Regions from separate parts of the Sus scrofa genome. Here region 2 is linked to region 1. The links are chromatin contacts, called in public HiChIP or PLAC-seq maps. All regions are on one chromosome and are shown on one strand. Each heading gives the region's core, a stretch centred on a gene start, on an enhancer-like site or on the middle of the called end of the contact. The rest is flanking DNA. Distances are from core to core; before and after follow the strand shown.

The links. HiChIP or PLAC-seq counts read pairs in DNA pulled down with a chosen protein or histone mark.
Region 2: a contact with region 1 is called in an H3K27ac HiChIP or PLAC-seq map of alveolar macrophages. The contact joins the promoter of MEF2B here to the promoter of MAU2 in region 1. A contact is called at or near these places in 1 of 5 promoter capture datasets (fetal liver), 3 of 47 Hi-C or Micro-C datasets (fetal heart ventricle, liver and skeletal muscle) and 1 of 2 datasets of contacts at active chromatin or transcription factors (alveolar macrophages).

What each region holds. Positions count from the first base shown.
Region 1 is chr2:58,572,941-58,575,612 of Sscrofa11.1, forward strand. MAU2 (MAU2 chromatid cohesion factor homolog) reads right to left here and starts at 1,308. Exons shown (of 19, transcript XM_021083430.1): 1 at 981-1,308. The coding sequence starts at 1,256. It overlaps SUGP1 (SURP and G-patch domain-containing protein 1), which reads left to right and starts at 1,494. Exons shown (of 15, transcript XM_021083429.1): 1 at 1,494-1,646. The coding sequence starts at 1,523.
Region 2 is chr2:58,697,830-58,700,501 of Sscrofa11.1, forward strand. It overlaps MEF2B (myocyte-specific enhancer factor 2B), which reads left to right and starts at 1,344. Exons shown (of 9, transcript XM_021083441.1): 1 at 1,344-2,672.

The sequences.
Region 1 (2,672 bases), core at 58-2,557:
AAAGTCCCTTTCCAACTCTTTACAGTCTGCAAAACAAAGATCTGATTATTCTCCTGAAGGCAACTTGTTACTAATTATAGGTGGTTTCAGATTTATCTCAGATGAAGAAATTTCTCTGAATTGAAGTTAATTCTATTCAAGAAATCTCTCCTTTAAGCAGAATAAAACTGGGTAAATGTTAAATGGAGACATGAACTGACAGGAGCTAAGAAGTGTTGCTGTGGGAAGAAACCACAGCCAGAAAGGGCAGAATGACAGCCACTTTTCCACATTCTTTGAGGTACCAAGATCCCAAAAATCAACATGGGGAGATGGGGCCTGCTCTCTGAAGGGGATGGACTAGTGAATGGTGGGGAAAAGAGGAGTCACCAGTGGATATGGCAAAAGCAGGAGGCCCCAGCCCTGGAATCAAGACATCCCTCCCTCAGTTTTGCCTCCTTCTAGGACTTCAAATGAGCAACTCTAGGCTCTGAGCCTCTGCCTCCCACCTATGACTCTCCTCATCAATGATGTGGGGCACAATAACCTCCAGACCCTTCTCAGACATGCGTGTCCTGAGAGAGGATGCCTTCCTAGATTTCTTCAGAGACCTAACTTCAGACTCTCAAGGGATGCCTGGACTGTCACCTGGACCTGAGTCACCTCAGAAGGGCCGGCCTGGAGGCATCCCCATAGGTGCTATCTTGAAAACCTTAAGAATTTGGGGACCCTGTTGCTTCTAAAAGAGACAGCTGTCGGAGTACTCGGAGCAGGGTCCTAGGCCTCTGCCTGTCACCAGACACTTTAAGTAAGGTACGGGACGAGGCCCTCGGGTCCCCTGAGAGGCTGACGTCTTCGGGGTCTTGCTGCTTGTGCGGAAGTCACGCCTCAGGCCCCCGAGAAGTGACCCAGGCGTCCCCGCACGCCAGGGTCGCGACCCGTCAGCCCAAGCACGGAAAGGAGCCCCGCGCCTCCTCCCTCGCGGCCCGGCCCGCGCTCACCGCCTTCTCTAGGTGGCTGCGCGCCTGCTCGCTGTTCTTGGTGTGGTGGTAGAGCACAGAGCCGAGCTGCAGGTGCGTCCGGGCCTCGATGCGCTGCGGCGGCTTGAAGGGGAACACGGCCTGCAGGCAGTGAACACACAGGCGGATCTTAGGCGGACTGGAAGTGCGGAAGTGCTCGGCGAAGCCCAGAAGAGCCAGGTACCACGACTCGGCCGCTTCGGCCTGCGCTGCCTGGGCTGCCGCCGCCTGGGCCGCCGCAGCCGCCTGAGCCGCCATTTTGGCTCCACAACAACAAGCCGCCGCCACAGGGAGGCGGAAGCAGGCGCGTGGGGCGGGGCCGGGCGCTCCTCGCGTCTCTCGCGAGAGCCGCTGTACAAAGCAACCTGGAACATGTAGTTTGTATTTGGAGTGGCCGTGGCTCCGAGAAAGTCTGAGAAAAGGCGACACCTTCTGTTCCTCAGGACTGAGACCGGAGTGTGTCTATGGACTGAAGTTTGCATTCCTGGCGGGAAAACCCTCAGGTGTCCAAGGAATGGCAGGGCATGGCTTGCCGATATGGACTACATCTCCCATCAGGCAATGCGCACTATAACTGGCCCCCCTCCGGTGGCGCCCGAGCATTGTGGGATTGGATGAGTCTCAAGATGGACAACCGGGATGTTGCAGGTAACAGCCCCCGCCTCCCCTCAGGCGTTCGCCTGAATCCTCCGGCTACGCGTCTTAGCTTCGCCCTCCTCTCCGGCCTGCTAAACTCACTGGCCTTTAGCCTCAGCATGTAGACAGCCGGAAGCGGCGGCTTCTGCACCACCCCCGTCTGCCGAGATCCAAGACCTAGTTGCTACCTACCCCCACCCCCACCCCCGCTGATTTGCTGAGAACGCCGGCTTTCCTTAAAAGCCGTCACCGGGATCTGCCCTGTGCCGCTTTTCCGATATAACCACCCTCAGGGCTGCTGCAAGCTCAGCTCCCCGAGCCAGCGGCAACCTTGGATTGTCCTGCTCCTCTCTCTTAGCAGCTCCCGCCTGGCCTGTATCCCACTTTCTGAAGAAGCTGCCTGAACACTTTCGTGCATCTTTCGAGCCCCCAGTTTACCACAAGCCTTGTCTTTCCTTGTCTACCCACCTAGACTGAGGTGCATTCAGCAGATATTCATTGTACTAGGCACTGTACTAGGTAGAGAGGATGCAATGGTAACCAAAACAGGGCCTTGCCTTCCTGAAGGTTACTTTCTCTTGGGGCGTCGGACAATGCACCAAAGAAGAAATATTTACAGAGACTGAATTATGATGATGTGAGGCAGTGGAGGTGGAGGCTGCTGATATGGGTAGTCAAGGAAACCTTTCTGAGTAGAAGATAATTAAAATAAGAAGATGCCAGTTGTAGGAGGACCTGCAGGGTAGAGGGAGACAGCAAGTGCCAAGGCTTCCAGGGCTTGCTATTTAATGAGTGTCAGGGGGAGTTCCTGTTGTGGCTCAGTGGGTTAAGAATCTGATGTTGTCTCCCTGAGAATGCAGGTTAGATCCCCGCCCTTGCTCCGTGGGCTCCAGTGCTGCTGCACTGTAGGTCACAGATGCAGCTAGGATCCCATGTGGCTGTGGCTGTGGTGTGGGTCAACAGCTGCAGCTCGGATTTGACCCTTAGCCCAGGAACTTCCATGCACTGCAGGTGCAGCCCTAAAAAAAAAAAAAAAAA
Region 2 (2,672 bases), core at 94-2,593, 120 kb after region 1:
CCTTGGACTGGTCAGGCACTATGAGAGGCACTTATGGGGTGCCCTAGACCTTCCCAGGTCTCTCTGTCTGTCACTCACAGCCCCTGAACATGACCTCAGCCAGCAACCAATTGTCCTCTCAAAGACTATGTTCAGAGTTCCTGTTGTGGCTCAGCGGGTTAACAACCCTGGGATGGGGTTCGATCCCAGACCTCACTCAGTGGGTTAAGGATATGGCATTGCCACAAGCTGTAGTGTAAGTCGCAGGTGGGGCTGGGATCTGGTGTTGCTGTGGCTGTGGTATAGGCGGGCAGCTGCAGCTCCAATTTGACCCCTGGCCTGGGAACTTCCGTATGCCACAGGTGCGTCCATAAAAAAGAAAGGAAAAAAAAAAAAAGGCTATGTTCAGGACTCGAGGTTGTCAGATCCCTTACCACCCCAAGTCCTGGGGCTCCTGGAGGTGCTGGTTAATTTGCGTTTTATTTGCATCTTGCCCTAAGCGCTTGGTGAACGTCCCGCTCTTGCCGGCCGTCAGGGGGCGCAAGAGGCAAAGCCTTGGCCCAGCACTTTACCTCCAGACAGTCGTTGCCCGCTGTTCTGGCTGATTCTGGAGGGTGCATTGTAACCCTCTGCCTTGTTTCACCTCTTAAGTCCTTGCTCCCATTTTTCAGAAAGTGAACTAAGGCTCCACAATGTCAGTTTACCCAGCAGACCTTGCATCTGCCCCCACATGCTGGCAGCCTTACCCATTCCCTGGAGTATGGGAGAGTGGGCATTCCCAGACCTGGCTCACTAGGACTTGCTCCCAGAAATAGATTGGCAGCTGGGAGCTCCCTGTGCTATAGGACATTCAAGTAGGAAGACTAGCACTACTTGAATGAGGTGAGGGTAACCTGGAAGGGATCCCTTGGTCAAGTGTGGGACCTCCCTCCCAGTTTCCTTCAAATCTGTGGATGGAATAAAAGGAGGACCGCGAAGGTAATGACTTGCCTCAGGTTGGTCCACAGTGGTCAGGACGGGACTCAGATTTGAGTTTTGGCTTTTTGTTCTTAGCCCTGACCCAAGTCTTTTTTTTTTTTTTTTCCTTTTTAGGGCCATACCTGCGGCATATGGAAGTTGCTAGGCTAGGGGTCAAATCAGAGCTACAGCTGCCAGCCTACACAACAGCCACAGCAACAGTATCCAAGCCGCGTCTGTTACCTACACCACAGCTCACTGCAATGCCAGATCCTTGACCCACTGAACGAGGCTGGGGATCAAATCTACATCCTCATAGATACTAGTCAGGTTTGTTAACTACTGAGCCACGACGGGAACCTCTTGTTTTTGTTTTAATAAAAATATCCCTTTAACTTTTTTTTTTTTTTTTTTTTTTTGCCACATTCATGGCATGTGGAAGTTCCCAGGCCAGGGATCGAACCCATGCCACTGCTGTAAGCAGGGCTACAGCAGTAACAAGGCCAGATCCTTAACCCACTGAGCCACGAGGGAACTCCACAAGTCTTGGTTTTTTGTTTCAGGCCTTCTCTGTATTCTCAAAGGGTCCTGCTCCTGGGAAGTCCCTTCTGAACCCTGCCTCATCCCCCAGCAAGGCCACTGGATGCCCCAAGATTGGTCCCCATGCCCCTACACTACTCAGACCCTCTCCAGGACTCCAGTTCTTCAAGAACCCCATGGAGACACTCCTTTGGTGCCAAAATATATGGCCCAGCCACATGGCCCAGCCCCAAGCAGATCCCAGGCTCTGGGAGAGGGAGCTGGACACAAACATCCCTGGGCCAGAGCTGAGGTGGAAAGAGGGATGGGGGTATCAGAATACCAAATGGGAGGGGGTAAGGAAGGCTTTTGGAGGAGGAGGGAGTATTGGAGGTGGAACTTGAAATGCTCCCTCCCCCATAGGAAGGGATACTATTGTCCTCCCTTTTCACATGAGCAGACAGGCTCAGAGGGGTGAAGTGACTGGCCTGAGGTTGCACAGCAAGTGGGAAGTAGAACTGGGATGGGAACCTAGGGCTCTTGAACTCTGAACCTCTACCCACTGGATCACACTCTCTGCCATGGCGGGTCCTTCAAAGCCCTCGCCTGCTAACATTCTGGGAGAAGATCCGGAAGAGGGAGGCTTGCGGGGAGCAGTTTCTTTCTTTTTTTATTTTTTGGCCACACCCATGTCATAGAGAAGTTCCCAGGCCAGGGATTGAATCCAAGCTGCAGCTGTGACCTATGCCACAGCTGCAGCGGTGCCAGATCCTTAACCCACTGCACTAGGCCAGGGATCGAACTATCACCTCCACAGAGACAAGCCAGATCCTTAACTCACTGCATCACAGTGGGAACTCTGGTGAACAGCTTCTTTACCTCCTCATCTTCCCACCCCTGCCTCTACCTGCTCCTACCTTCCCCATCTTCCAGGCCCCCTTCCCAGATGTCCCTCTCTGGCCTTTTCTACTCTCTTCTCCCCTAGTCTCCCTAGATCTAGTCTCCTTTTCAACCCTCCAGCCTCTTACTCCAGCAACTAAGGGTGTATGAGAAGACTGAGGACAAGGCTCTTGATTGCCTCAGTAGGGGTTGGGGGTCCACATGGGGTAACACAGCCAGTGATGGGGGAGGGCATAGGTCAAGACAGGGGTAAAGGCAAAAATGAGGAGCTGTTATAGGAAATGATGTGCATGATAGAAGGTGGTATGGATCAGAAT